Linked DNA regions of Mus musculus: all the other regions are linked to region 4. The links are chromatin contacts, called in public HiChIP or PLAC-seq and promoter capture Hi-C maps. All regions are on one chromosome and are shown on one strand. The core of a region is the stretch at or near the end of the contact, and the rest is flanking DNA. Distances in the headings are between cores, read along the strand shown. Region 1 holds the start of Ppp1r10 (protein phosphatase 1, regulatory subunit 10). Region 2 holds the start of H2-Oa (histocompatibility 2, O region alpha locus). Region 3 holds the start of Psmb9 (proteasome (prosome, macropain) subunit, beta type 9 (large multifunctional peptidase 2)). Region 4 holds the start of Neu1 (neuraminidase 1).

Evidence for each region. Promoter capture Hi-C pulls out the DNA fragments that hold promoters and counts their contacts. HiChIP or PLAC-seq counts read pairs in DNA pulled down with a chosen protein or histone mark.
Region 1: a FOXA1 HiChIP or PLAC-seq map of pancreatic cancer cells shows a contact between it and region 4. The contact joins the promoter of Ppp1r10 here to the promoter of Neu1 in region 4. A contact is called at or near these places in 1 of 115 datasets of contacts at active chromatin or transcription factors (pancreatic cancer cells) and 1 of 9 other capture datasets (adipose tissue).
Region 2: a promoter capture Hi-C map of liver shows a contact between it and region 4, with 3 times the contacts expected there. The contact joins the promoter of H2-Oa here to the promoter of Neu1 in region 4. A contact is called at or near these places in 5 of 39 promoter capture datasets (hippocampal neurons, liver, maxillary cranial neural crest and 2 more).
Region 3: an H3K4me3 HiChIP or PLAC-seq map of craniofacial prominence shows a contact between it and region 4, with 4 times the contacts expected there. The contact joins the promoter of Psmb9 here to the promoter of Neu1 in region 4. A contact is called at or near these places in 4 of 39 promoter capture datasets (the 3T3-L1 cell line, embryonic stem cells, liver and 1 more), 3 of 115 datasets of contacts at active chromatin or transcription factors (bone marrow-derived macrophages, craniofacial prominence and microglia) and 1 of 9 other capture datasets (adipose tissue).

Annotation. Positions count from the first base shown.
Region 1 is chr17:35,913,649-35,918,765 of GRCm38.p6, reverse strand. Ppp1r10 (protein phosphatase 1, regulatory subunit 10) reads right to left here and starts at 1,570. Exons shown (of 19, transcript NM_001163818.1): 1 at 1,050-1,570. It overlaps Mrps18b (mitochondrial ribosomal protein S18B), which reads left to right and starts at 2,326. Exons shown (of 7, transcript NM_025878.2): 1 at 2,326-2,474; 2 at 3,962-4,070; 3 at 4,177-4,274; 4 at 4,364-4,432. The coding sequence starts at 2,403. Mir1894 (microRNA 1894) reads right to left here and starts at 877; the gene lies at 797-877.
Region 2 is chr17:34,089,502-34,094,305 of GRCm38.p6, reverse strand. H2-Oa (histocompatibility 2, O region alpha locus) reads right to left here and starts at 1,927. Exons shown (of 5, transcript NM_008206.2): 1 at 1,778-1,927; 2 at 225-473. The coding sequence starts at 1,859. It overlaps BC051537 (cDNA sequence BC051537), which reads left to right. Exons shown (of 5, transcript NR_046183.1): 3 at 1,761-1,866.
Region 3 is chr17:34,185,052-34,189,524 of GRCm38.p6, reverse strand. It overlaps Psmb9 (proteasome (prosome, macropain) subunit, beta type 9 (large multifunctional peptidase 2)), which reads left to right and starts at 2,195. Exons shown (of 6, transcript NM_013585.2): 1 at 2,195-2,275; 2 at 3,728-3,795. The coding sequence starts at 2,216. It overlaps Tap1 (transporter 1, ATP-binding cassette, sub-family B (MDR/TAP)), which reads right to left and starts at 1,969. Exons shown (of 11, transcript NM_013683.2): 1 at 1,120-1,969; 2 at 233-347; 3 at 1-95. The coding sequence starts at 1,645.
Region 4 is chr17:34,928,690-34,933,551 of GRCm38.p6, reverse strand. Neu1 (neuraminidase 1) reads right to left here and starts at 2,299. Exons shown (of 6, transcript NM_010893.3): 1 at 2,005-2,299; 2 at 1,444-1,636; 3 at 724-986. The coding sequence starts at 2,145. Slc44a4 (solute carrier family 44, member 4) reads right to left here. Exons shown (of 21, transcript NM_023557.3): 18 at 4,847-4,862; 19 at 4,650-4,744; 20 at 4,489-4,573; 21 at 3,116-3,437. The coding sequence ends at 3,316.

The DNA of each region.
Region 1 (5,117 bases), core at 321-2,820, 990 kb before region 4:
AGTGGTAGGACTTGGACCCCTCAACAAATAGGACCGAGGGGGGAGGACAGGAGAAAAATGGGTCAAGACACAACCTGCAACGCCGCTTGCAAGACAAAAGGACAAGCAAGGAAAAGTCGCCATATTTGAAGCAGGGAGGAAAAAAAAAATCTTTTAACGACACAATCTTCTAGAAAGATAGCATTCAAATGCACTAATGGCTTTTAAAATTATACTCCTGAGTTCCACATTTCCCAACCTTTCCACCCTCTTAGCTGTATCCACCACCCACTAAAAAAGTATCAAGTTAAAATGTTAATCACTTTTGCCTTTAAATAACCTATGCAAGCTGAAACAATCACAAGACATTCTTTACCTCCCCAAATGTTATTGTATGTACTTGTTACTATGATTTTTGCCCTAAATTTAAGTGTCTTGCAATCTTTATTCCTAGATTGCCACCTATTTTAACCACACAATATATCCCAAGCAAATTACATTAAAATAGAGAGGATTTAACAGTCACTTTAAAGACATAGCCAGCTAATATTTCTCTGCCCATCTCCTTACCCTGCAATCTTTATGTACAGATTGCTTATTAATCTGGCAAATTGAAAGGCGTTCTGCTTGTCTCACACACAAAGAAGTGGGACTTCTGGGCCACAAGATCCACCATCTTTTGTATGTGAGCTCATTAACCCTTTTGAAGACTGCTAACCAGAGGAAGGTAACCATTCCTCCTTATTATCGCAAAGGCTTATGCTCTGGCAGTCTGGAAATCTGCTGGATTATCAAGGGTTAACCGTCAAAATCCTCACTGGCTGGCCCTCCCTTCACCCTCTCCCTTGCCTGCTCCACAGCAGGGAAGAGGCAGGTGGTAGGGGAGAGAGAACAAAGACTGTTTAGACCCACAGGACCTTTAATGGAGATTTAAGAGACCCGATTGGTCCTTCTCTCCAGTACTCTACATTTGTTCTATGGTCTCATTTCTTCCTCTCATTATTTTTGGTTTCACAACGGGAAACGTTGATTTCTTGTTCAAGGCTGGTTTTTGAAAATTCGACACTTACTATCCAATTTTTTTGCGACGTCAGCACCTCGGGCTCAGGGGGGAGGGGTAAAATTTTGGAGGAAAAAAAATAAAGCAACCAACCAGGACCCAAACTCAGTTACTTGTGGGGCCTCATTGGATCAAAAAGTCTCTTTTAAAAAAAGTAAAGACCAACTCAGTTTTCATTTCCCCCCCGCCCAACTCCATTTAGGGAGAGGGGGTCGTTGAAAAAAAAAGTCTGAGTGGATTCCAAAACGGAAATGCTGGATGAGTGAGATTGGGTAGGTTTGGGCAGGGAAGGTGGTTGATTATTTTTGAAGTTATGTGGTGACGGTCCTTCGGCCACAGATCTCAAGTCCCAAGCAGCGTGGGCTGGTGGGGTGGGCAAGATAGGTGGGGAGGGGCAGAAGACACGAGTGGTTGGGCTGGTGGCTGATTTCCCTTTCCCCCCTCTCAGGATCCTTTCAAGGGTTTAGATGTTGCTGAGGCTTGTTTGTTTTCCTGATGGCCGGCCTGTCTTTCTCCGAGAAAATTCAACCTGGGGTAAAAGGAACACAAAAGGAGGAAGGTGTAATCAGTACGGGTCGCCTTTAAACGTTTCAAAGTTGTCGCAGGACGCAGCCGCATTAGGGAAAAACGTGGCTGCCCATTAAATCCGAAACCACCCCGTTCCCCCGGCCCGCTCTCGGCAAAACGTTACCCTCCAAAGCGACGGAGCACCCAAACTTACCTCTAAACGAACCCCAGAATGGCGGCCGCCCGCTCGGGCGGAGTCTTTTATACCCGGCCACCGCCCAACGCACCCTAACGTGATGGAGAACCGCCCTCGCCGGGACACATTGTGCGCGAGGCGAACTCTGATTGGCCAGCGTGCGAGCCGGGTCGCCCGCGGATTGGACGTCCCTCCTCCACCTTCCCGAAGCCCCCTTCCCTCGGTTCCCCTCTTCCGTCTCCTTGCTATCACCTCTACGCCAGCGCGTGATCGCCGCGTCCGGCACCTCCCTTTCCTCTGCCTCCACCACTTCCGCTCCGGCGACCCGGGGTCGCCCTCGGTTGGCCGAAACGGCCCGACGCATGCGCACTGGGAGCACCCTGGTTAAAATCGCAATCAAATCTGCTTTCATGTTAGACACTAACCATGGAATCTAGGATTCATCGTGACTGGTCCGGGAGAAATGCAATTTTGAAGGCTGGTTCGATTGTGACGCAGTTTAAATTCGCGTCTGTGGACCCCGCCCCTTGACGCTTCCGCCCTTAGACATGTGAGCAGCCGCCTTCCGCATTGCGGGGCGTGTCCTTGGCCCACCCTAGTGCGTGTCCCGAGCATGCGCAGTCGCTCTTCCGGCAGGCCGTACGTCCGGTGTGCGTCAAGATGGCTGCCCCCTTGCGGCACACGCTTCTAAAGCTGGTTCCTACACTCTTACGAAGTTCCTATGTAGCTCAGGTAAAACGTTGGAGGGGTTTTCTCTACCTCCCCGTGGTGTCTATACTTTCGATCTTCCTTCCATTAGGAGGAGTCAAGGGGCATGGGTTTTCCCACATGTCTACGTGTCAGCCCTGCACCAGCCTCCGTCCCCTACGGCGCGCGATTTCTAACTACCGAGCGTTCGGGTCAGAGCCAGGGTTACGGGTTATCATCGTCGTCTCCCGACTACCATTAGGCAAAAGAACTAAATGGTGGGGTTGCCCCTGTGGAAATGGGCAGTTTGTAACCAGGTCGTTGGTGCCTGAAGTGGCACCCAGGACGTGTTTGGTTTTTTTTTGTTGTTGTTGTTTTTTTTTTAGCAAAGGACCCTATTTTAAGGATTTTCCCCGGTGTTCGGGAGACAGCCCAGGTTGGTCTCATAGGTACTTTCTGAGCTTTCTACCTCTCCCTCCCAGATTATGGAATTAAAAGCAAGTACACTAGTCCTACTCCACCTCGTCACACGTCATTTCCCCATCAGAGCATGCTTGAGATCATTCTGCTCTCTGGATTGAGATTGCCCTTTAGCCTCAGGTACTCACCACCCTGGAGGTTCTCCGCAGGGCAGGGAGGAATAGGAAGGCTTGTCTCGACGCCACTCCCTAAAATGGGACTACAGAGTAGTGACAGAGGTTACCACCGAAGTAATAACAGGCTTGGTGGCTTTAAAGCTAGCGTTAGGACGCAAATTTGTTTTGCTCTGTGGAATGTTGACCTGCAGCATTTTAAGAAACTGATCAGCGCAGCGACTTTGGGGTTTTCTCATCTGTATGAATCATGCCCAGCTCTCCATTATTAATCTTTGTGTTTTCTTTTTATTTATTTATTTTTGGTATTTTGAGACGGGGTTTCTCTGTATAGCCCTGACTGTCCTGGAACTCACTTTGTAGACCAGGCTGGCCTTGAATTCAGAAATCCTCCTGCCTCTGCCTCTCTGCGGAGTGCTGGGACTAAAGGTGTGCGCCACCACGCCCAGCTTTCTTTTCTTTTTTTTTTTTTTTATTAAGAGATTTATTTATTATTATACATAAGTACACCGTAGTTGTCTTCAGACACACCAGAAGGGGTTGTCAGAGCTCATGGGTGGTTGTGAGCCACCTTGTGGTTGCTGGGATTGCTCTTACCCGCTGAGCCATCTTGACAGCCATTATCAATCTTATTTCCAAAAGTTTGGCATTTTTTTCACACCATAACCAACCAGTGCTCATCAAACGCAGATATTTGTATGCCAAGGTTTTTAAATTGTCACATCCCACTAACATCTTTTACCTTGTTGGCTTATCCTGCAGGGTCAGCTTGGGGCCCTAGGTAGAGTGGTTGTCAGTTTAGCATCAACAGAAATGCTACTTTCATAGCAGAAATGCTATTTTCTTGATGAGTTATACTGACATTTTGTGCACACGTTCCAAACTCTGTCCCCAGTGTATGATAAACCAAATAGTTGCAGCCTCTTACTCCCTTTTTAGGTTCCCCTCCAGACTCTTTGCACCAGAGGCCCTCCTGAAGAAGATGCTCCATCCTCGCTTCCCGTTTCCCCATATGAGAGCGAGCCTTGGAAGTACCTGGATTCAGAAGGTGCCTGAGGCTAGGGGAAAGGAGGGGAAGATGCAGCCCGAAGTGTCTAGAGAAGACCCCTTCCACTCTCGCATGCATAAGTAAACTCATCTGGTCTTGATTTCAGAATACCACAACCGCTATGGCTCTCGCCCTGTTTGGGCTGACTACCGCCGCAACCACAAAGGTGGTGTGCCACCACAGCGGACCCGAAAGACATGTATTGTGAGTTTCTAAGGTTCTCATCTTAATAGAGTGGGAAGAGGCCTCCTAGAAGGTATCATAAATTCTTTCCTTTTTTCCCTCCCCTACAGCGTAACAATAAAGTTGCTGGGAATCCTTGCCCAATCTGCCGGGATCACAAGTTGCATGTTGACTTTAGGGTAAGGAGAGTCTTTTATCCAGAATTAGAATTTGTAGCCTCCTCGCGGCGCTCGAGATTGTCAGAGGTGTCTCACAGTCTTCATATCCCTGAACCTGTACAGTCCTATTTTTCAGTGGTTGCCATTTTGAAAACACCCCTCTTTTGAGCTGGATTTGGTCGCACACACCTTTAATCCCAGCAGGAGTGAGGCAGATTTCTGAGTTTAAGCCCTGCCTGGTGTGCAGAACAAGTTCCAGGATAGCCAGGGCTCCACAGAGAAACTAACTCATCATGAAAAACAAAGAAGATACAGATTTTAGAGTAGACTTGGATGACATAGATCTGTAACCCCACACTGGCAGGCGGAAGCAGAAGTGTGAATTCCACGTTCCAGGCCTTGTCATAAACCTATACTATGTATTACAGAAAGGAAGAGAAAGCTCCTTTCTACTGGGATGATGCGCATAGATTAATTGAGAAGGTAGGAGTCAGTCTAAGTGGGTAGCTTCAGACTTGTTATGCAGCTGAACTGAGACCACACCTAGGTGTGTGTGTGGGGGGGGGTTATATATTTTTTCTTAAAGAATAAATTTATTAAGGAAAAACTTCCAAAGACAGGGAAAGTTCAAGGAAAGAGACCCTATTTATCTGTTAAATCACCAGCAAATATATTGTCTTGTGTGGGTGGGCAGACACTTTCCTCC
Region 2 (4,804 bases), core at 678-3,177, 840 kb after region 4:
AGGAGGAATGAGAACCTAAATCCCAAAGTCCCGTCCCTCACAGCTCTTGGTCTTACTAGAGCCGAGATTAAGGGATACTTCCTCCCGTGTGGCCACCTGCAGAAACGTTCTGGGATCTTCCTGGGGCAGGAGGGGAGGGGAGGGCAGGATTCTGAAGAGGGGTTGGGGATTCTGTCCATCACCTTCCCTGCCTAGTTAGGTGGGGTGGAGGGAGGGCCAGGTACCGCTGACAGCTCTGGTTCGGTTGGAGCGTTCCACCAAGATGTCCAGATGAGCTTTGATCATGGAAATGCTCATCAGCCCACTCTGAAAGTCCGAGTGGGCGAAGTCTCCAAACTCAGGCAGACGCCACACGACCTCCTCGTTCTTCAGATCCACGGAGAAAATTTGTTCCCCGTCAAATTCGTGTGTGAACTGTCCAGAAGCGTCGTAAGATTGGTAGAAGGCCGGTCCATAGGAGCCCATGTGGTCGGCTGTATTGGGTGAGGGAAGGATGGGAGCTGAGAGAAGCATGTCTCAGCTTCTGAGTCTCAGCCTGGTCTCATCCTGGGCTGTGGGGTGAGGACAGCCCTGCAAAGCCATAGCAGCCCCTTGAAAAGTTCCAGAGACACGAAAGGGGGAGGGCAGAGGGGGCGTGGCCACTGCATGCATGGGTGGAGCTGACAAAGCAGGCTGGGAAAAGGAGAGACAGCCCACAGGAGATGGTGTCAGGTTTCCAGGCCTCCATCATCTGCTGTAGCTGTAGAGGCAGCCACCCTGTCAGACCTTGTGTGTAAGATGGTAAATTTGGGGCGAGGAGGAAATGGTTAAGGGGAAGCACTGAAGGGAGCTTTTGGGAAAGAAAGCTAGCATAGGAGTGGGTGAGGGACAGTGACAGACAGGAGCATGATGTAATAATATCCATGATCCAGAGACCAGGGTGAGGAAAAGGGCCGCTTTCCACAAGCCAGGCATGACAGCACATCCCTACAACCCCAGCACAGAGAGGGTAGAGACAGAAAGATCAGAAGTTCAAGACCAGCGTGGGCTGCCTAGTTCAATGAAACTCTGCCTCATTAACACATGGAGGGAGAGAGAAGTTCCCAAAGTATTGTAAGATAACACAGGACATAAAGTCAGGAGTTCAATCCTGGCAGCAGCAACGGCGCACTTGAGAGGCAGAGGCAGGCAGATTTCTGAGTTTGAGGCCAGCCTGGTCTACAGAGTAAGTTCCAGGACAGCCAGGGCTACACAGAGAAACCCTGTCTCAAAAAGCCAATTTAATAAAGAAACAAACAAACAAACAAACACCCCAAGATTCAAACTTTACATTCCACCTTCCATCTGGGAGTGTTGATTAATAGGTCTCACCCTCGACAAAGTGCTGTTTCCTGGTGTCAGGGCTACATTTCCACTGACTCTTTCAGAGCTCTACACTTCTGAGGAATGTAAGGGACTGTCATGAGCCCAGCGTGACAGAAAACAAACGGGGAAAACCAAAACACTGCAACAAAGCTGGATGAGAACTGCTTGTTGCAGCCAGGAAGTGGTTCAGGAGCCAGGGTGCTCTGCAGTGAGGCGGGTGAGGGCACGGATCTCAGAAAAGAGGAAGAGCTGAGGGGGGCTCTGAATGTAAAAGAAGCCCAGAAGAGACCCAGCCTCAGCCCAGTGGTTAGGCCCACAATGGAGGTGGCAGGGATTTGTCTGCAGGTGGAGGGAGTTGCCATATACCCGACACAGAGAGAGACACTTTCCCCTGTGCTGTACTCTCCCACTCCCAGGTGTCCCCAGCACTTACCCTTGATGGCCCTTACTCCTCGGGGACTCAGGAAGCTCATTGCGGTTAGGAGTACCGGGACCAGCTCCACAAAAAGGACCATTGCTGGGGTGAGTGGCTCTAACAACGTCTGTTTGGGAAGCAAGGGAGCAAGATCGAGGTAAAAAGAAACAGAGTCCAGGTTAGGGGAAGACCCTTGCGGTAAGCAGCCAATCAGAGCAGTTCTCTGAGATAATGGGTTTGTTGCTGGGCAAGGAAGTAAAGAGTCTGGGTGAGAAGGTGGAGAGTGGAGGCCATGGGTCATCTGTCACTTCACCTTTCAAGAAGGGGCTTCAGGAAGGAGCAGAGAAGTCACAGAGCACCAAATGGCTATGCTGGGCAAAGCCTCCATCTGGTCCATGATAGAACCTGATTTTTCCTGTGGGTCCCTCTGGAAATTTTGGGGGGTAAAATATAAAACAAAACACACTAAGAACTTTTAAAGGGAGATCATTGGATATAATAAATCACAGCATAGAAACTCTTATATTTGTAAATCATTTTCAAAAACATTATTTTATTTTATCTGTAAGGAAGACTGTGTAACGGCTGAAGATGCTCCCCCTGAAGGAACACTACAGGCAGTTCCTACAAGTGACATGGGGTGGGCAGAGGACATTGGTGGTCTCCATTTGTCCCTTCTAGTCCCCAGACACCCTCTTGCACGCTGGCCAGAGGTTGACCAGGGTCCGCATGCACCTAGCGTTTGCCTATTGGTGAACTCAGCCAATGGCTGGCACTGGAAGGACTCAGTCAATACAGTAAATAGAGAGATTCAGGCCACGCCTTTAATGCCAGCACTCTGGAGGCTGAGGCAGGTGAATCTCTATGAGTTCAATGGCAGCCTGGTTTACACAGTAAGTTCCAGGCCAGCCAGGCTACATAGAGAAACTTTGTCTCAAAAAAGAGAAAGGAAATAGAAATGGGTAAAGAGAACTTCCATCAAACTTGTGGCAGCCATCTTCCAAAGAGGCTGAAATCAAGGGTTTTCAAGCTTGACGCTGTCTGAGAAGTCTGCGACTTTGGCTCCAGCGAGTTGCTTTGGCTCAGTGAAGTTTGTAACAAATACTCGTTCCGGGTGCTGCGGAGGTGGCTCTGTGGGTAAAGTGCTTGCCACACAAGCACAAGGACGTGAGTTTGGATTCCCAACACACCGAAAAAGCCAGGCATGGTGGCACATGTCTGTAAACCCTCAGCCGTGGCGGGGCAGAGACAGGGAGATCCGTGTAACTGGCTAGCCAGCCAGTCTAGCCAAACAGGTGAGCTCTAGGGCTTTAGGGTCAGCAGCAGAGCCATCTCAAAAGATGCAGTGGGTGGGCAGGCTGGGAAATACTCAGCCTTAAAATCCCACGCTGCTCTGCCAGAGGACCAGAGTTTGGGAAACAGCGCCCTCAAGAGGCTGCTCACGACATTCTGTAACTGCAACTCCAGGGGACACAGTGTACTCTCTGCAGATGTCTGCATGAATGAGGGGACCTACTCACAGCCTTGGTCCAGCCCTGAACCAAGTCTCTCTTCCAGTGACAGTGCAGCTGGAGTCCCAGGTCAGCGGGGCAAGAGGTGGGTATGTCTTAGAGAAACCATGGCTACCTCGGTGGCTTCTCTGTTTAGTAATGGCTGAATAGAGAGGAGTGATTTTGAGATGGGGTCACCCAGCAACTCATCAAGGGAGGCTGCCCAAGTGCGTTTTTATTTCTAAATACGTGAAGGCTTTTGAGCCAGGAGTCCCAGTCCACACCCATAATCTCAGCACGGAACAGGCGGAGGAAGATCGCACAAATATAAGACTAGGTTCTGTCTCAAAAAACATATCAAGATGGACTGGAGAGATGGCCCAGAGGTTAAAAGCACTGGCTGCTCTTCCAGAGGTCCCAGGCTTGGCTCTTCATACCCACATGGTGTCCTACAACTATCTGTAACCCCAGTTATCAGAAATTCAGTGGTCCACAGACATGCATGCAGGCAACACACCATGTACAACAAAGAAATACATCTTTTTAAAAATAAGACAACAGGATGAAATAACAGTAAAAAATGTGAGCCCCCTGGCCACTGCCCCTCAAAGTGAATTGCAGACTTAATAAATCTGTTTTCTGCCTGAAAAATGGAAATTTTGTTCTGCTTTGAGGTTTTTTGTTGTTGTTATTTGTTTGTTTTTAATTTTTTACATTTATCTATTTTGAGACAGGATTTCTTTGTGTAGCTCTGGCTGCCTGGAACTCACTCTGTAGACCATGCTAGCCTTGAATTCACAGATACCTGCCTGCCTCTACCTCCTGATCGCTGGGACAAAAGCTGTGTGCCACCACTGCCCTCCTTTTCTTCTTCCTCTTCCTCCTCTTCCTCCTTCCTCTTCTTTTTTTTTGGGGGGGGGTTTGAGACAGGGTTTCTCTGTATAGCCCTGGCTGTCCTGGAACTCACTTTGTAGACCAGGCTGGCCTCGAACTCAAAAATCCGCCTGACTCTGCCTCCCAAGTGCTGGGATCAAAGGCGTGTGCCACCATCCTCTTTCTAAAAACATATTTTCTGTGCACTGGTGTTTTGCCTGCATACATGTCTGTGTGAGGGCGTCAGATCCCCTTAAACTGGAGTTGCAGACAGTAGTGAGCTGCTATGTGGGTGCTGGGAGCTGAACCAGGTTCTGTGGGTTCTGGCAGCCAGGGCTCCTCTTCAGCCCCTGAGTCCTCCTCCTAACACCATGGTATGTTTTACTGTCAGTCACCTTTGACCCCTGACCTCTGACTTTGGGTGAACCAAGCTTTTCCCGCTCTCCCATGAGCTCAGGATCATCACAGGGCATACAGATTCACAGCGTGGGGTTCATCTGCAGGGTAAAAATCACAGCTTTTTAAAAATGTAAACTGAAATCATATTTCCAAACTGAAGGAAGCACAGGCTGCCGAGTCTTTCTGCCACCCAGAGACTGAGCCGACTTTCTTAGATTTCATAACTCTGTCCACAACACTTTGACCTCAGGCGTCATGAATAAGAATATTAGCATCCACAAGG
Region 3 (4,473 bases), core at 946-3,445, 740 kb after region 4:
GAAGGACGGCCCGAAACACCTCTCTGTGCACACGGCCGTGCATGTGTCCCATGGTGATGTTGTAGATTCCATCACTTGCAAACTCCAGCGCTGTGCTAGAGTCAGAGACACGGGAGGATCAGTTGTCTCCTTCCTGAGACAGAGTCCCAGATCCCCACAGAAGTGTAACTTAAATGACAGTCCCAACAGCCAGTCCCCTCTGCTCTGGGACCCCCATTCCCATCCTCCACACCTGGCTATGGTGAGAATGGACATGAGCCATATGTTGCGGGTGAAGCTAGGAACTGTCTTATCCTGAAGAATCCAGTCAGTGATGCGGCCCGTGAAGAAGGGAATGGCCATTTCCCCTGGGGAGAGAGGAGAGACACCTCAGTCACAAACATTATGAGCAAACTACCCGCAACTTCTGCCCCTCTCCCTTCACCACTATCCAGGAAGCTGAGCTCCCAGACCCAAGCCTGTTCACAGACCCAAGCCTGCTCGGCTACATCAAACTTCTCAAGGGCTACTTGAGGGCGGTTAGCAGACCTTGGGGGCACAGGCTGTTAATCCCAGCACTCCAAGTAGAAGCGAGCAGATCTCTCTGGGTTTGAGACCAACCTGGGCTACATAATGAATTCCAGAAGAGCCAAAGCTACAAAGAAAGACCCTATCTCAAAAAGGAAAGAATAGAAAAGAGGGGAAGGGGGAGGGGAGGGGAGGGGAGGGGAGGGGAGGGGAGGGGAGGGGAGGGGAGGGGAGGGGAGGGGAGGGGAGGGGAGGGGAGGGGAGGGCAGGGGAGGGGAGAGGAGAGGAGAGGAGAGGAGAGGAGAGGAGAGGAGAGGAGAGGAGAGGAGAGGAGAGGAGAGGAGAGGAGAGGAGAGAGAAGAGGAGAGGAGAAGATGGCGGTGTGGAAAGAAACCTTCACATTTGGGCTATGATGTGAAGTTCTGCTCCCAGAAGACCCTGTCCCCAACGCCCTTGTCTGGACCCCTTCTCGGGCCTGGGTCCTTCTCTTTCCGCCTAAGTTGCCTCCTTAGTGTCTCTGACGCTTCCCGGGACTACTTTACTCTCCCTTTCTGCCTGGAATGCCCATTGCCCTGTCCCCTGTGGCCTGCTCTTTCACCCAGTCTCCCTTACCAAGGCAAGAGAGAATCAAGAGAACCAGAACCAGGTAGAGACGTCTCTTCTTAGGGCCCAGGAAGCCCAGCATCCGACACAGCATGTCTCCAGCGTCCCTGTTGCCGCTGGGCGCCCAGAGGCTCCCCAACTTGTGCCACAGGGCGGCTGCGGGCAATGCTGCCACATAACTGATAGCGAAGGCATCTGGACGACTGTTCCAGTACAGTAATCCAGCGCTGTCACCCTCCCGGAGTGTTCCCCAGGCGGCCAGCTCTCGGAACAAGGCAAGTCCAGGCAGGGCCAAACTCAGTGCGGCCACCAGCGGCTGCAAAGCAGCCAGCCAGCCATGGGCTCCTGCGGTGACCCCGAGGACCCCGCGGACCCCTAGTCCTAGGATGGCCCAGCGACTCAGGCCCACCACCCAGACCCGGAGCAGCGGCACCTCGGGAACCAACAGGGAGAAGATTCCCGGGAGCATGGGCCGCAGCAGCAGCCAGTCCACCAGAAGGAGCAGGGCGGCCGCCAGCCAGACGTGCGCAGCCATCGAGCGTGAGCTGTCCAGAGTCTGGTCCTAGCCTGGGACTCTCGACGTCCGCGCTGCACAGGAGTCTCCGTGGGGAAGGAAGAAGGGCGGGTCCGAGGGCGTGCGCGTAAAGTCCCGGGAACCCGCTCGAGCTGGTGGAGCTGACTAGAAGTGCTGGCGTTTAGAGGAAGAAGAAACCGAAAGCCGACCTCGAATCACTAGACACGCCTCCTTCTGAGACTGGCTTGCTCAGGCTGTTCTGGAAGCTGCCGCTGAAGCTGTAGTTGGAGTTCTGCCTAGCAGCCCTGGCCTGTCGTGTTCTTCTCCATGAATCTCATTCTCCTCTTCTTCCCCAGCCCCCTTAACTTGCTTGCGTGAATTTTCCCATCCCAGGCCCCACCCCAGATTGAGGGCAGGACCCTCTGTCGTCACCTGTCTCTGGGCAGATTTGCCCTGCTCAGGTTTGCTCTGGGCGCCAAATGCTGGTAGAACGGCACGCCCCTTGCGCGATGATGGGGCGGGGCCTCAGTCTGCAAGTTGCCTGCACCGCGCGCAGCCGCTGATTGGAAAGCCGAGCCCCGCTCTGCTGAGATGCTGCGGGCAGGAGCACCTACCGCCGGCTCGTTCCGGACGGAAGAAGTCCACACCGGGGTAATGGGTCTCGGGGTGAGAGTCAGCGGGTGGAGTGATCAGGGACCCCTAAAGCTCTGGAAGTAAACCAAGAGACTTAGGAAGCTTGTAGCGCCCAGCGCTTGCGCTCCACAGTGAACGTAGGGTATCCCTGCTCAGAAGTGTGGTGTCCAGGGGTCTGTGGAGGGATCCGCATGCGAAGCTGGTGAGAAGGTGCGTTCTTTGGCTTGAGCTGGAAGCGTCTAAGGGAAGTTGCTCCAAAGCGCTTTCGCTTTCACTCTAGACTGCGCAGTTGGGGTTACTGGCTAAATCAAGTGAGGGGCTTGGGGACCCCTGCAAAAGAGGTGCTGAGGTGTCCTGGATGAAGCACCTGAGAGAAGGTAATATGGAGGCTCACTGAAAAGGACCTACCTACACATCATACAGATCTTTGCTTAACCTAGCCCCAGACAGCCCCCACCCTGAGTGAGGACAAGCTCTCTGGCGCCAGGATTGAGGGGGAGATGGGGATGATCGGTGGTCCTCCTTGTTCCAGGTGCTGCCCTGCAGCACACTCCACCCCACCCTGTCCCAACACCGTCATTCCCATGCTTGCCTGAGAACTTTGCCCAGACCTAGGAGCTGGGAAGATGGCAGCTGGTTTCTGCTCTCTAAAAGCCACCAACCACAGTGTTAACATGGTGTGGAGGAACAAAGTGGACATTTCTGGCCTTTTACTTGTGCTCAGAAAGCACACTCGCGGGCAGGGTCCCCGGAGATCAGAACGACATGGAGTGGACAGAAAGGTTGGAAAAAGTCTCCCTCGCTGCCACGGAGCTGTGGGACTTAGAAATCAAATCAATCAAGGGTTCAGAGTGAGACCTGAGTCAACTTGGGAAGCTCATTCGTCTCCATAAGTCAGTTTTCTCAGTGCACCCAAGGGTCTCCTAAGGTGCCTTTTAACCTAGAAGGTGTGGGGGAAGTAGATGTGTCTACCCTCCTTCACTTATCCGTAATTCTTTCCTTGACCTGGAAAAACTCTGCTATCCAGAAGTCCTTTCCCCTGGCTGCAGAGACTTCGCTTAAGTGAAATTTGTGCCCTACCTGAAGGATCCTTGCTGCTTCTGTGTCTCGACTCCTGGCCATGTTAACCCCCGGCCTCTCTGTGTCCCTTGTTCAGTAACACTAAGGCTCCCCTTCTGATAAAGTAAGGTTGCAGGTGGGGGATCCAGGACCAGGAAAGACCTGGTCTTGTGTCACAGTAATTCACAGTAATGATGCATGTGGTACGCAATTCACAAGCAGCGGGGCCGGTTTCCTGGGCCTTCCTCTCAGTTCTTGCTCTCCTCATGCAGATTGTGTCTGCCTCCAGGAACCATCCTTGCTTTTCAGGGTGACCTTGAGTCGGTCACCTCCTGCATGGACATTTTCTCCTCCTTAAGATGGAGGCTCAAGACGCTCCTAGCTCTGACTTTTCGTACTGTCTCTCTGCAGACAACCATCATGGCAGTGGAGTTTGACGGGGGTGTCGTGGTGGGCTCTGATTCCCGGGTGTCAGCGGGGTGAGTAGTGTCAAAGGCCCGTGTGTTGGAGGGAAGCTGGTGGCCCTAAGTGCACATTTTTCTTGCCCACTTCTGAGGAGTATGATAACCTTCCAAGAAATGAAGCTGATCTTTCCAAAAAAGTATCATAATGCATTGATGGAGAGGCGTCTGGGCCTCTGAATCCATGGCATTCATGAATATTTTGTAGCTTGATGGACATAAAGAAATAGTATCTCGGAGGGACACGGGTAGGTTGTAGATGGACTGTGTTATCTGCAGTTAGGATAAAAGATAAATGGTGGTTTTCTGAAGCAGTTATCTCACTCATTTGCCTGAGTTTGAAGTAAGTTTGATTGGTCTCCCGTCCTGGCTAGTTTGCTCACACACAAGTCAGACTGGGATGACATCCATGCTGTTTCTGCCATGTTCCATAGAACCACCGTTGCCCCTCAAAGTGATGAACTGCAAGGAAATTCTGGAAAGAGGCAATTTTTTTCTCTTGTTTCACTTTTTGTTTTTAGAGACAGGGTTTCTCTGTGTAGCCCTGGCTGTCCTGGAACTCACTTTGTAGACCAGGCTGGCCTCGAACTCAGAAATCCGCCTGCCTCTGCCTCCCAAGTGCTGGGATTAAAAGCGTGAGCCACCACTGCCTGCCATAGAAGCACACTTTTCTTGCCTAGGTGTTCTTTTGTTGTT
Region 4 (4,862 bases), core at 1,050-3,549:
AGTCCTCCTCATTCTATTGCCTGATGCTGGAACTGTAGGCATGCTACACAGGGTTACTTGTGAGTAGCCTGAATGCTCTCTGTAGACTAGGCTAGCCTTGAACTCAGAGATCTGCCTGCCCTGGCCTCCTGAGGGCTGCAAATGTCCCCAATTTCAATACTATCTTTTCAGTCCTCCTCCCCATTTTGAGATTATCTCTCTAGGTAGCCTGTCTTTGAACTTACAATGTAGCCCAGGCTAGCCTTTAACTCACAGTGATTTTCTTGCCTTAGTTTTTTTGTTCTCAAATAAATTTTTGGCTAGCATACAAAGAAATGGGCTTCACCATGGCATGTCCAAACATATAAACAGATCATGCTTGGTTCTTACACCCTCTCCACTGCCCTTTCCTGGAAGTCCCTTAGGACATGCATGTGGAATGCACCACTGGACAAGTGCAGGTGTCCACCCAGCCTTGGGAACGTCTCTCTAACCTGAGCTCATGGACCCTGCTGGGCACCGGGCATTGTGATATAGGTACGTGTCTGCCCAATGGCACCCAATTCTTCCCTGCACAGGCTAAGGACAGATCTGTTGACAGTCTCCATGTGAGACGTCAATGGTAGTTCCATCTCCACAATCGAGATGGAAACTTCCAGAACGCCATCCTTCTAAGGTGCCCCCACTCAGGAAAAAAAATCTGATTCATGGGATCTTGCCCTCCTCCTATCCACAGGGTGAAACCTGAATGCCTGAGCCAGGTCCAGGGGCAAACATCTCTGTGCCAATATCCACAGAGAGATTCCGGGGTGGGCTCCAGGAAATGCCGTCGTCCTTACTCCAAACCAACATGGTAGAGGCCACCTGGCAGTTGACCTTGTGAGCACAGAGGGTATAGATAAGGAACACTATCCCTGTGTCTACATCGTTCACCACAGCGCCCAGGTTCAGGCCATCGGAGGCCTCCCCATCGTCTACGATGAAGGCTGTAGAGGACCACGTGCTACCTAGAAGAAGAAGAAAAAAAAAAGAGCAGAGAGAAAATTGTACGGGTTGTTGTTTACTTCCTGCCTCTCCCCGGGGACCTCAATGTGGCACCAGAACCATGTTTCTTCTTTCTCTGACATTATTTCCTGCTAATTCCCCTGAGACATAATTCTCATTTTCAGTACCTTGGTTCTTAGTTACAGAAACTATGGACAAAATTCATCCTCTGGTTTCCCTAACTCATTAGGGACTCAAGCCCCAAAGTTCTATCTCTGGGCTGAAGTCATCCTCTGCCCTGGCCTCGGATGCCAGGAGCAGGAAGATCGCTGTGAGCCCCTGACCCCAACCAGCCCAGCAGCTCAGTGGTCCCCGGGGTCTGCTCGGCTCTGCTCCATTGATGAAGGGAACCCCCAACTCCCTACCCCGATCACCCATACAACCCAGCACCCGCTCTTTCCACCCGGGAGCCTTTGTTACCCTGGTCCGTGGACCTCCTCATGGCGATGAACTTGGCCCCCTCATCGGATGCAGATTTTTTCCTGGCCTCAGCGAAGGCCAGGAGCGTGCCCCGAGGGGTGGCTGTGATGAGCGGGATGCGGAAAGTGTCTACAGAGCCGATCTGCTTCCCGCTCACCCACAGCAGCTGCTCCATGGTCACCAGCGGCTGCACCTGCGCAGAAGGACACCTCAATGCAGACAAGCTTCACGAGGTTTAAGGTACCTAAGACCGATAGGTACTGGCTCCAGCCAGGGTTCCCATGAGAGAGGGTAATGGGGAGCCTGAGTAGGGGTGAAGGGTGTCCTAGAACAAGAGGTGGGAGCCCAGAGGATAGTATGGGCCGAACCTGGAGGCTCCTGAGCAAGGAGAGGCTGCGAGGGGAGAAGGAACCTTCAGGGATGAGGGGCAGGACCCCATAACAGTTGAGCCAGGGGCCCAAGGAAGCAAAGGTGTTGGGAGGGGATGGAGGGGCAGGAGTGTCACGCGGAGGGATGGCCGAGCTGGGCAGTGGCCACCTCTGCAGGTGCAGCAAGGCTCACCAGGCTGAAGTCATCCTCTGCCCTGGCCTCGGATTCCGCCGCGGACACCAGGAGCAGGAAGATCGCTGCGAGCCCCTGACCCCGACGGCCCGCCCAATAGCTCAGCGGTCCCCGGGGTCTGGTCGGGTCTGCCCCCACCATAGCTCCCGGCGATCCCTGTCCAGGAACTGGTCACCGGTGGCAAGCCGTCAGCTGACCTCGGCCCTTTAAAAGCGCGCACGTCACTCCGACCCCTCCCCTTGGGGGCCGCAGCCCGCGCTGCCGCGACTCCAATTAGTCCATCAGCATGTGACCCAGAGGCGGCCCCAGTCTGTGTGAGCCTTTTGACTGGCTCTAACGCCAGAACGTGACGAAAGGGGCGGGGCGTGTTTTAAAGCAACCGGCGGCTATGAAAGGCACTGACCCCTTGTGGAAGAGACAGGTTAGGGATGGCATATGACTCAGTTGGTAGAGTACCTTCCTAGTTTGTATGAGTCCCTAGGGTTGGGAAGCCCCACTCCTAGCTGAGGAGATCTTGGCAGTTGATGGCTGCTAGGGGAGAGAAAGGCACTTTTCTTTAGGAGTGTGCCCATGGTACCCCACGTCCCAGTGGATGACCCCAATGCCCTTAAGCACATGACTAACACTGATTAGAATCACTAGGTTAAAAATAATAAGCAGCTGGGCGTGGTGGCGCACGCCTTTAATCCCAGCACTTGGGAGGCAGAGGTAGAGGCAGGCAAATTTCTGAGTTCGAGGCCAGCCTGGGCTACACAGAGAAACCCTGTCTTGAAAAGCTAAAAAAAAAAAAAAAAAAAAAAAGCGACGAATGAATGAAAAAAGAGCCACCCTCCTTCCTGAGTTCTAAGCCAGCCTGGTCTACAGAGTGAGTTCTAGGATAGCCAGGGCTACACAGAAAAATTCTGTCTCTAAACAGACACAGATAACTTGGAAATTCCAGTGCTCCTGCCTGTACCTCCCAAGTACCGATTACAGGCATGTGTCCCAGCCCTGCTTATGCTATAGACAGAATCCGGGGACCCTTCCATGCTAGGCAAACTCTACCAGCTGAGTTACACCCCAGTCTCCTGGCCTCAGTCACCGAACAAGTTTTTCTTACTGGGTATTGAATCGTGTGATAGCAATTTGGATTTTAATTAAAAAAAAAAAAAAAGGAAGCAAGTTTTCACTGAAAATAAAGCCATAAACTTATCAAGAATATAAAATATTAGTCTTTAATAAAATCTGTTTTCTACAAAATCGTGATTCTCAAGGCATTGACGGCAGGGCTTCTGTACAGGAGGGCTGCATTTCCAGGTCACGATGAGTCTCTCACTTCTTCCTGGTCTTTCCCCCTGTAGGTGCCTCATTCTTCTTGCCCAGAATCTTCAGGAGTGCCTTGGGCATGTAGTAAGGCCGCTCCTGGGAACCATCATTTCTCTCCAGGTCCTCGACTGAGAGGCAAAGTAGATCCGTCAGGGTGGATCCTGATAATGGCACCCCACTGTACCCCAAAATAATCTGGGGTGTATAAACCAAACATCCTGGTTTCCTGTCCGGGCCACTTCAGGCAGTTTGATACAACTTCCCTGGCTGGCTGTAGACCAGGCTGTATAACCTGTTTTTCTCACACAAAGTGGGATAAATAACTGTATATGTCATAGGGTGATAACAAGACAAAAAAAAAAAAAAATCACATGCCAGACCATCATGGTGGCTTTCTCTGTAATCCCGACATTTAGAATGTGGACATGGGAGGACTTAGACTACAAAGGCCCCTGAGGTCTCCACAGCACAACTCTGTCTTGAGAATGGTTGCGCATATCCATGATTCTATTGCTTGGGAGGCAAAGGCCAGGAGATTGGTTTGAGTTAGATCTAGCCTAGTCTATATAGTAGGAGCTAGCCAAGAATACATAGAGAGGCCTGATGTAAATAAATAAAATTGAAGCAACAAGCAAAACCCATAAAACAATAAAATATTCATGTCCACTGCTTAGTGCATGGCTGGGGGACTGCTACCGAGGTAGGGCCATTCCTGCTTCTCAGGCCCAAGGCTCTGGCTTCTATATCATGGTCACCATTGTCACCAGGTCAAAAAACACAAGAATTCCAGCACTTGGGGGCTGAGGTAGGAAGATCATGACTTTGAGTCAGCCTTAGCTATAGACTTAGTTCCGGGTCAGTCTGTACTATAGTCTGTTCCTGTCTCACCCCTATGCATGACCCCCCCCCCCAAAAAAAAAAACCTAAGTAAAAACCACACACTCTGACTACCTCCTAGGAAGTGTTAAACTCAGGCCTCCGTCTGAGAAGTTTCCCCTGTCTGAGAATGCCCAGGGTGTATTCCCTTCTTTCCTTCCTAAACCTCTAGCCTTAGAATGTCTGAAGACATTCCCTCTGGCTCCTTTAGCTCACAAAGCTACAAGCAACCAGTCTCTAAAAGAAGCCTGGAGGCCTAAGAGCTTGAGGGTGGGTGGAGGGTTGGGGGAGGGGGGCACTCACGGAAGCAGAGGAAGAGCGTATCTACACACATTCCAAAGACGCTGAAGAAGCCACTGGCAATGACGTAGGCTCCCATGATGGAGGTCTGCAAGAGACAAGACTGATTGGGAGCCCTAGGCTCCTCTGGGGATGTGGGTGGGGCAGAGAGAGGTGTCACTCACCATGATGGGCAGCCAATAATAGTTGAGGTTGGGGTTCTCAAAGTCTTTCCCCAGCCCCTTGATACGACCGGAGAAAAAGAAGAAGGACAGAACGCCTGTGGGAAAGAGTCCTGCGGTCAGTGCTGTTCTTCTGAGGACCCCCCCTTCGTGCACCCCAGGGGGCACCTGACCCCGTAAACCCTGGTCTTGACCCTTACCGACACCTCCAACCAC